2 separate regions of the Capra hircus genome follow, and region 1 is linked to region 2. Evidence: chromatin contacts called from public Hi-C data. All regions are on one chromosome and are shown on one strand. The core of a region is the stretch at or near the end of the contact, and the rest is flanking DNA. Distances in the headings are between cores, read along the strand shown.

Evidence for each region. Hi-C and Micro-C count contacts between places; a contact is called where the count stands out from the background.
Region 1: a Hi-C map of liver shows a contact between it and region 2, with 2.4 times the contacts expected there. The contact joins two enhancer-like sites. A contact is called at or near these places in 2 of 5 Hi-C or Micro-C datasets (blood and liver).

What each region holds. Positions count from the first base shown.
Region 1 is chr4:2,540,143-2,545,573 of ARS1.2, forward strand. No RefSeq gene overlaps it. Among named protein-coding and RNA genes, the nearest start is that of RBM33, 12 kb to the left of the region's middle. Within about 2 kb of position 1,824, at least 1 of the 5 cell types and tissues checked has an H3K27ac peak or open chromatin away from gene starts, as enhancers often do.
Region 2 is chr4:2,451,102-2,456,129 of ARS1.2, forward strand. It overlaps RBM33 (RNA-binding protein 33), which reads right to left. Exons shown (of 19, transcript XM_018046652.1): 11 at 3,231-3,363; 12 at 2,502-2,845; 13 at 1,016-1,288. Among named protein-coding and RNA genes, the nearest start is that of SHH, 66 kb to the left of the region's middle. Within about 2 kb of position 2,595, at least 1 of the 5 cell types and tissues checked has an H3K27ac peak or open chromatin away from gene starts, as enhancers often do.

The DNA.
Region 1 (5,431 bases), core at 574-3,073, 88 kb after region 2:
CACTGTCTCTATTCCAACCCTGCGTGTTCATCGATTCTTCTTGGGTGAATTGATTTTGAAGACATTGGGTGCTAAAGGACGCTTCTCTAACTCCACTTTCTACATTTATCCCTTGTGACACTGCTGTAAGGAAGACCTTTCACTACTGGCTCTTCATTCATTTATTTATGTCAGGACAGACTCAAGCAGTCATAGGCTAGTCTATGGATCATAACCTATTATTATCATGACTCATCCTGCTCGAACTGTCACAGATTTGGCCATTCGAAAACCCTTCAAGTTGTACCCCGTGTCCTTTCGCCTTGAGCTTCAGAGTACCTCATGCCCACCCCCAAGTCCCTATGTTGAAACCCTACCCGGCATCGTGGGGATGTTAGGAGATGAGACTCTGAGGGCCGATCGGGTTTAGGTGAGGTCATGAGCGTGGATCCCTCAGGACAGGTCAGCATCCTCAGGAGAGGAGACACTGGAGCTCAGGCCATGTACTCTCTGCCACGTGAGCACACGGTGAGAAGGCGGCCGTCTGACCGCCAGAAGAGGGTCCTCAACAAGAACCCGTGCGGCCGGATTTTGATCTTGGACATCCAGCCTCCAGAACCTAGAGGAACAGATGTTTTCTTCAGGCCTCCCAGCTCGGTGGTACTTTATCACAGCAGTCCGCTCTGCCAAGATAGCAAGATGAGCTAGAGAACACTAGTCTTGGTTCTCTCCTTGTCCCGCCTCTTCTGTGTTGCTTTGTTATTTGTTTGTAACGTACCTTTTGGTTCTCTCAGTTCTCATGGGAGGTCTCCCTCCATTCTTACTGATTGACATGACATGAACTTGGTTCTAACCCCAAGCCTGCTAAGGGCATAATCAGCGGGGTATCACTCTCCATCCCTGACCCCTCCATATCCCCCATCTTTTGCACCCCATATTCACCATCCCCTACAATGGTCTCTGACTTCCCTTTTCTCGGTTTCTACTTTGCAACAGACAACTTGCGTGTTTCCTTATTCTTAGTTCTCAGATAAAGGGATCCCCACGTATAGACATACACACACCATTTCCCTCCTTCTCGGGGGCTGGCGCTCTGTGTTATTTAGCATCTGGGACTTGTCCGCGGTGCTGACACCTGCCCCTGGGGTAGGTGGCGGCCTGGGGTCTGCTTCTTCGGCTGTTTCCGATGGACACTCACCTCGATCATTGTCACTGTTGGGTTGTGTTGGAGCACAGAGGGTTCCCTGAGATGGGAAAGCTGCAGTGGGCAGTTTGCTGGCTGGACCATCAACATGTGGTTGCTCCAAACGGGACTAAATGCTCCAGAAGAAATCGCTTTTATCTTTGAAGTCCTCCTGTGGAATGATAGAGACAGATGGGTGCTGGTCAGTGAAGTCCTCCTGCGGAATGATAGAGACAGTGAGGTCCTCCTGCGGAATGATAGAAGCAGATGGGTGCTGGTCAGTGAAGTCCTCCTGCAGAATGATACAGACAGATGGGCGCTGGTCAGTGCCAGGGACGTCCTCACCCTCTGCCCGACCTGGACACGCAGTTTCACGATTCCATGCTGTTCACACAGCTCTCAGCCCACAGGCCACGTGCCCTACTAAAACGTGAAACCTTGAGCATGGATACGAAGTCTTCAAAGGAAGGATGAAGGGAGCCGGTTACTGCGGCTGCCCTAAGAGCTTTGAAAGTGTCCCTCAGGGAAGTCCAAGGCCCCAGGGGTGGGGTCTGGCGAGCGGAGGGAGGCGGGAAGCGCACACCGCTGCAGGGGGCGCTCCCCCATCACCCCACGTGGAGAGCTTGCCCTCGAGGAGTTTACAACAGCTGCGCCTCGGGGGTGAGCCAGTGCTGGTCTGGGCCCCAAGGTGGCCCTGAGGTGTGAAGATGGGCGGGGGTGTCCAGGTACAGTCTGCTCAGACTTGGAGCCCAGGCGCCAGCTCAGCTGGTAGCGAGAACGGAAGGGACCTGCACCTCCCAGGGCTTCCGATAGCCTGACTGGTGCAGAATCCGCCTGCAGTGCAGGAGACCCGGGTTCGATTCCTGGATGGGGAAGATCTGCTGGAGCAGGGATGGGCTACCCACTCCACTGTCTTCGGGCTTCCCTGGTGGCTCAGCTGGTAAAGAATCCGCCAAGGGCCCAGGCGGCCTGGCGGCAGGGCTGCTCCCAGGCCAGAGAGCGTGGGGGGCCGCCTTCCCGGCCGCCTGCACGTCGCAGACACGGGAGGACGGGAGACCCAGGCCACCTCTCGTGGGCTCATGGGCGTTTACAAGCACTGGCCTTCTTTGAATAATTCCTTCTTGATTTTTTTTGACCTCACTGTAGAGGTGTTTTGGGGTTTTTTTGCAAAAAATATAATTATTTGTTTTTCCCTTTTTTCCTTCTTTTTTAAAAATTAATTTTTTCATTGAAAGATAATTGCTTTACAGAATTTCGTTTTCTGTCAAACCTCAACATGAATCAACCATAGGTATACATATATCCCCTCCCTTTTGAACCTCCCTCCCATCCCCCTCCCCATCCCACCCCTCTAGTTTGATACAGAGCACCTGTTTGAGTTTCCTGAGCCAGACAGCAAATTCCCGTTGGCTGACTATTTTACATATGGTAATATAAGTTTCCATGTTACTCTTTCCATACATCTCACCCTCTCCCCCGCTCTCCATGTTATTTTTATTTTAAAGAAGTAGCAGTTGGAATCAAATTGTATGCAGTGAAATAGTACACTCAGGAAACCGATCAGTACACAGGGCTTCGCTTGGACTGGCCCATGGCCTTAAACAAACTGTCCCTGCTCTCTGCCCCCTTCCTCATTTTTAGGGCGAGTGATAACATGCTGGTCTCTGGGGCTGTGGAGAGGAGGAAATGAGTTACTGCGTTTGGTGGTGCTCGGCATTGGGTGGGTATTAGCCAGCCTGCAGCCTGATTACTCCTCTGCCAACACCAGCTTCAGCACCCCTGCCCCCCACCGTGACCCCCACTTCCGCTGCCTTCGTGACTCAGCTATTGCTAGCAGCGTGCGCACAGTCTGGGTTAGTCGGATGACGTGCTGGTAACTGCAAAGTCCAAACAGCTAGTTAGTGGGGATTGGGGCTTATTTACAATACAAACTCCTGGGCCCGGCCCTTGGACAGTCTAAGTCAGCAGGTCTGGGGTGAGTCCCGTAACCTGCCTTTGTGGTGAGCATGGTGAGTGATTCTGCTCCAGGCCCGCCCTCTGAGAAGCATCTTGTTGGCCTGAACCTGGGGGTCAGGGGCTTGGGTAAGAGCAGACCCACGTGCCCAGCTTCTCTTCACCAGACTAGATACAATGTGAAGCGTCTATCCACCCATTCTAATTTGTAGAGAATATTCAAGAAACTCCATCAGCGCCTGTTAAGTATCTTCCAGATGCTGCTTTATTCCAGGTGTTCGTGAAGAGACAGAAAGACCCCAGCCCTTCTGGAGTTGTGATCTAACTTGGACAAACAGACAATAAGCAACAGATAAATTTACTAAATAGTGAGGGTGAGGTGACTAGGCCATGAAGAGCAGGGCAAGGCTGGCTGAGGTGTGGCTGTAGCTTTCAGCCAGTGATCAGGGAGGGCCTCACTGAGGCGACACTGGAGCAGAGGCTGGAGGAGGTGAGAGCTAGTCACGGGATATCTGGGGGAAGATGCTTCAGGCAGAAGGAAGAGCCAGTGCAAAGGCCCTGAGGCAGGATGGTGCGTGGAGGGGTGAGGACCAGCGAGGTGGTCCCGGGGTTGAAGCAGCCTTGGTGCTAGTCACAGGAGTAGGGAATGAGGGTCTAACAGGTAAGGACTTTTTTTTTTTTTTTTTACAGTTTTAACTTTTAAGAAATATTCAGTTCACACACATAGTTAAAAGACCTTCAGTCTTTCCCCTACTAAAGTTGTTAATGAGACTAAACTGTGGACTTCCCAGGTGGCTCTAGTGGTAAAGAATCTGCCTGGGGAAAAAGAGAATCTGCCTGCCAATGCAGGAGACCCAAGAGATGTGGGTTTGATCTCTGGGTCAGGAAGATCCCCTGGAGGAGGGCACGGCAACTCACTCCAGAATTCTTCCCTGGAGAATCCCACGGACAAAGGAGCCTGGTGGGCTATAGTCCATGGGCTTACAAAGAGTTGGACACGACTGAAGCAACTTGGCACGCGGGCAAAGGATGTGTAGCCAAGCTCACTAGGGATGTTTTTCAAAGCATGCTCACTGCTTAGCAGTGGGTGACAAAGTCAGCTTGGTGGGTCATGAGCAGTACTTTAAGAATGTAACCGGTCCTTTAGTGTAGAACAGGATGCAAACCATCAGAGAGTGCTGAACCCAGCTAAACGGCTATCTCATGAAACTTTTGTTTTCTGTGTCCCAGAAAGTTAAGGGAACAGAGGCAGTTGATATGTGAGTTTTGAATCTTATTGACTCAAATCTCTGCTCCAGCTACTGAATAAAATTAACTAGTGACCAAACTCTCCTTCTTTCCAAAAATCCACGCATAGCTTCAGGAAATACCCTTGCTGTCCCTCAGCAAAGGAAAAGCAAGGAGCACTTCAGCTTTCTGGAGATGAACTGGCCAGATGGGGGCGGATAGCCGGGAGGGGAAGGGCGCCACCTGCAGGCAGCGTGCCTCACCTCATCAGACCGCCTACAGGACCTGTCTTCTAAGTTAAAGGGGGTCATTCCAAGACAGACCAAACCTGTCAATCCTGAAGGAAATCAACCCTGAATCGTCATTGGAAGGCCTGATGCTGAAACTGAAGCTCCAATAATTTGGCTACCTGATGCAAAGAGCCGACTCACTGGAAAAGACCCTGATGTTGGGAGAGATTGAAGGCGGGAGGAGAAGGGGATGACAGAGGGTGAGATGGTTGGATAGAATCACCCACTCAATGGACATGAGTTTGAGCAAACTCTGGGGAATAGTGAAGGACAGAGGAGCCTGGTGTGCTGCAGTTCATAGGGTCACAAAGAGTCAGACGTGGCTTAGTGACTGAACATTTGAAGCTCAGTGGGCTTTATTGGGATGGGGATCCATAAGATGACAGAGATGAAATTGGTGGTTGGGTTTAATCATGAGCCACTGCAGCTGCTGACCTTCAACACTCCTTGAAAGGAGTTCAGAGTGGAGATCAGGAATGAGGTGCTCTGTATTCTGGGAAAAATAGGCCGAACAGGTCTTCGAATATTTAGATATTTCCAGGAGGTTTTATGAATCCAATTCCTGCATCTCCTCGTGTCTAGAAAAGTGCTAAAATGCTTCATGGTGACACCTGCTGCTTGTGACTGGCAGAGGCTTGCTGCAAAGTATCTGTGCTTCATTGTGTGTGTTTTCCCTTCAGCTAAATCACGTACAGACTGACCTTCCCCCCACCTCTTCGGAGCAGTTGCTCAGAGCTTTCTGAAATGCTGTCTTCCAGGCCATAGTCCTCCTTTTGCCCCAAATAAGACTTAACTCACA
Region 2 (5,028 bases), core at 1,345-3,844:
CCTCACAGCTGGAGGAGCATGCAGATCTGTGAGAGGCCAGCTAGGGAGTACCCAAGGCGGCTCAGCTCAAGGCTGGGGGCATCGTCTGCCGCTCTGCTTATAAGATGAAGTCCAGGTTACAAAGCACCCTCTTTCCAGATCTAGAAATTCTTTCCAATTTTTTATATCATTTTAGTCTCTATGTCACTTAAAGAAAAACACAGGTTTGCTTCCTGGTGGTTCAGATAAGAAAGAATTCACCTGCAATGGAAATGACTTGGGTTCAATCCCTGGGCGGAGAAGGAAATGGCAACCCACTCCAGTACTCTCGCCCGGAAAATCTCAGGAACAGAGGAGCCTGGTGGGCTATAGTCCATGGGGTCACAAAGAGTCAGACACCACTGAGCTGACTTAGCATGCGTGCATCTAATGGGGGACAAGACAGTAATGATGACTAATCTTTAACTTTCAAAGCAACAGGCTAGTCTCTTTCGATGCCTGACAAGCCACACATCTGCTGACAGGGTTTGAATTGATGCGGCTCTCCCCCATGATTAAGCTCTAGGAAGGCAGGAAATGCGTCTCTCTTGTGCAATGAATGCTCTATTGCCAGGAACTAGAGTAGCACCTGACAACAATGGATGTTCAATGAATTCTTCCTGAATTCACTGACATGCATTAGTTGCCAAGGAGTTAGGGATAACCTCAGGACCGAGTGATAAACCGCTGGAGTCAGGGAGGGCCTCAGGACCGAGTGATAAACCGCTGGAGTCAGGGAGGCCCTCGGGACCGAGTGATAAACCGCTGGAGTCAGGGAGGGCCTCGGGAACGAGTGATAAACCGCTGGAGTCAGGGAGGCCCTCGGGACCGAGTGATAAACCGCTGGCAAAGGTAGGATGACTATCACCCAAAAATCTTTCCTAAAGTTATGCGTCAATCAATAACCTCATCTATCACTACAGAAATAGGCAGATACACCAAAGTCCTGTGCCAGAACAGGCGTCCCCGGAGCCGGCTGAGGACACGGGACACTCACGTGCCGCAGCCCCGGGCGCTGGGGGCACTGCATCCGGCTGCTGCTGGGCTGAGGCTGGGTCGCCGGCATGTGAGGCCTGAACTGGGGCTGAGCCACGGGCATCAGCGGCGGGGGTGGCACGGAGAGGTGGTGGTGGTGCTGCTGCGGCTGGTGCGGAGGCTGGTGCGGTGGGGGCGGCTGCAGCGGGGGCTGCAGCGGGGGCTGGAGCGGGGGCTGCTGCTGCGGCTGCGGTTGCGGCTGGTGTGGCGGGGGCAGCGGGGGATGCAGCGGCCCCTTTCAGGCCAAAAGAGAGACAGAAGACAGTTTACCACGTGTGAACTAGTCACACTCCAGTGCAGCCACTTCCCTAAAGACCCCAACACCAGAAGGAACTTCAAGCGGCACTAAATTTCATTTCAGATTGGTTGGTGAAGGTGAGTAATACCTTAAAGGCAGTAATAAGCCAAAAGCTACTATCTGGCATTTTCCATCTGCTCTAAACCCTCAATTCTGAACTTCCAGGAACGTATCCTGAGGAAATAACTAAGGAGGAAGGAAGCACAGCCTCAGGGACGCTCTCTGCAGCACTGTGTCTAATACCCAAGCACTGAAAGAACCAACACGTGCCTGCGCTGGGGACAGCCAGATAATGCCAACTGCTGCAGCAGCGAAAGATACTCACCACCATGAAAAGATGGCAGTAAGAAGCTAACTGGGCAAAGAGAGCATCGTGAGGATGCCAGCACTGAGGAGAATGAGAGGTGTGTCACCCCGGCATCTGGGGTGACTGTTTCCAGATGGTGGAACCAGAGTGAACCCATGCCTATGGCAGCGAAATAGAGGAGTCCTAATCACTCGTCCACCAGGGAATTCCCAAATTATATTTTTTTAATAAAATAATTTAGGAAGACAATTTTTATCTTACTTTAACATCTTAAGAAAGAACCGTTTATCTGTTTTTATTTTAGGTCCATATTCTATGTGGTTTCTGAACAATTGGTTCAAGCATATCATCATTACACACCTTAAGAGGAAACTTAAAAATATAAGATGAAAGCTTCTGGCTAAGAGCACACTCCAGCAGCTGATGAAAAAACCCACCAGCAGAGGGCACTCAAATCTCTCAAATAATAAGGCAGCAGCAACCCGGTTTTCCCCACTACACACTGAAGGAACGTGACCTGATAGAGAAGCTGACTTCCTGTTAACCTCCTGAGAGTCTTGCAGTGATAGTGAAGGTATTATCAAAACATGTCCTAATTTCATTAGTAATATATAGGGACATCCTTTACAAAATCTTAATACTCAATTATTTATTTCCCCCCAAAATGACAATCACTATCTCCATTTTTCCTATGGTTAAGAAAAGAAGCAATATTAAGAAAGTTGTCTTTAATCAAGAGTACATGAAGTTTAACCTCTGTTCTCTAAACACTCTCCATGTCTCAGTAGACTAGAATGAAAAGGTGGAGCTTGTCCTTCAGATTCTGAACCACAAGCCACTCACCTGCAGACTGGGCTGCGTGTGGGTGGGCAGGAAGGGCTGTCCCGGGCCCGGCAGGAAGGGTTGGCGAGGAGGGATGAAGGGCCTCGTGGCCGCAGACCCCGGCTGGCTGAAGTGCAGGAGCCCCACAGGCCCTGGCGGCTGGAGGGTTGGCCTCACGGGCCTCTCTCTGGGGAACACAGGCTGCTGCCCCTGCTGACTGAACGCTGGGCCGGGCTGGGTGAACGGCAAGGGGCTGGGCGTGGGCACAGGGTGACCGCTGCTGAGGAGCGTGGGAGGAGGAGGCGGTGGGGGGGGACTTCGTTGCTCCAGGAAGAGATGGCTCGGGAACCTTGGCTCTCCTGAAACTGAGGGGATTTGCAACGTTAATTGCCTCTAGTTACACAGAGCACTCTGTAGAAATTCGCTTTATGGACTGTGCTGCTAAGGATAGAAGTTACACGTGGTGGCTGGAGGTGAGTATCTAAAAAGAACGCTAGATTTTGCCTCTGTGTTTCCAGATCGCTTCCTTAGTTATTCTCCATAGATGATGGCCTCTTTCATGGGAGGTCTTCCCATTTCAGATGCCACTAGTGTCCGATTACAGCCTCTGAAATGACAGGCAGGGCTATGGCACAGAAAGCTGACTCTTCAGAGAATCTCTGGCTAGGGGCTGAGCATGGATAAAGCATGGACATGGCCAGGCACATGGCCTCACACAGCTCTGCTCCCATCCTCCGCACCCTCCTTTACCTCCTAAGAAGAAAGGGTCTCGCTCCTGGGGCGGGGGCGGGGCCCTCCACTGGTCCTGAAGAGGAAGCCGAGGGGGCTGGCTGAAGCTGTTGGGGACGGGGCCAGGTGTGTGCTGCGGGAACTCTGGAGGGCCCTAAAGAACAGTAGGAAAACAGGATGGAAGGCAGGAAAATAAGCGGTAATGTTCAGAAAGGTGCATCTGTGTTAAGTTTTCCTCTGAAAACATCAAGTAACTGATCTCCTGCAGCTCCACGCCCATCTACATACAACCTCATGTTACAAAACAGGTGTATTTTATATGTCTCTCCCAGAATTAAACAGTCAACCATCAAAATGCAACACCTAAAAAGTAACTGAATGTTTGCACAGTACTACAGAACCAGCAGAATATTATTTTTAAGCTTACTGAAATCCACGCAATTACTGACCTTCTTGCCCATTAATCTGAAAGACCAAATGTATACTTCCACCGTTCCTGACATTTATCTTCTCAAACATGCTACTCTTTGCTACCTTTCTGACAGGACCATAAGCCACAGCTATGAAGTTGCTTTACTTCAAAAGAAGAAAAAGAAATTGAATGTGTACTGTAACAAAGTCAGCCATGTCTGATGAAATAGGAAAATGTGAAAATGTTTAAGAAACCACATTACTACAAAAGAAATACTACAGTCAGATTCCACTGGCTAAAAAATTCTGAACTCTTACAGATTACCATTTTTCAAGAACTACATGTTATTAGGAAAAATTTACAAAAAAAAAAAAAACCCTAAAATTACTTACTTCTTTTTCAGCCAGTATTTTATAACTTTAAGTGAAATATCATCTAAAAAATTTTGAATCACTATATTATACACCCAGAACTAATATTGTAAATCAACTATATCTTGATTCTTAAAAAGTCATTTTTTTCAAGTATTTATGGAGAATTTTTAAAAATACATTTACTTAAGAAAGCCCCACATTTTATTTTTCCAGAAATTCATTAATTATATATACTATCATTCAATAACACTTTATTAAGTATTTCTCAACTTAAAAATCACTTTGCCATAAACTTGAAACTCTAATGATTTTCCTGTCCTTTTATTACTAATACAACTAGCTAGTCTCTCTAAATGTGGCATTCCATTGCAATGCTGAAAACACTTTTGCAAACTGCATGTGCTTTCCTTCTCTCTTTAGACAGCTGCTCTCTCCACAGCGTTTTAAGGACGATGCAAAATGAACACCAGAATAAACATCACAGCCCTGTAAGACCACTGGCTGTATGACATCAACAAAACTGTATTTAGACACAAACATTACTCTTCATAAAAAGACACAGAGACATGTGGTCAGAAAGCCGCAAAGATGACATTCTTGTAGTCTTTGTCTATGTGGGTGAAATCCAGGACATTCTCACCTCACAATGTTTGGCAGCTGACATAAAGGAACATCACTCCTCACTCTAGATAAAGGCATCAATTAAGATACAACTGAAGCAATAAATATCGGGAACTGACAAATGTCGGATTTATAACTGAGAATACATAACCGTATACTCTCAGACTAAACCATTACATTTTTGTACCCCTAATAAATGTATATGTTCTTATCACGATGTTAATTGGAAACTTCTAATATGATGCTGTGATATGGATGATCTTCCATATTCACTCTTCTGCACTGACGCAATACTATGCTGGAAAAGCCTATTTCCACCAGCATCAGCTGCCCTACACTGATACTGACTGGTCAAATCGCTCTAGGAATCCCGACGGACTTGCCTTCTGTCTTCCACTGCCACCTTCCCCCC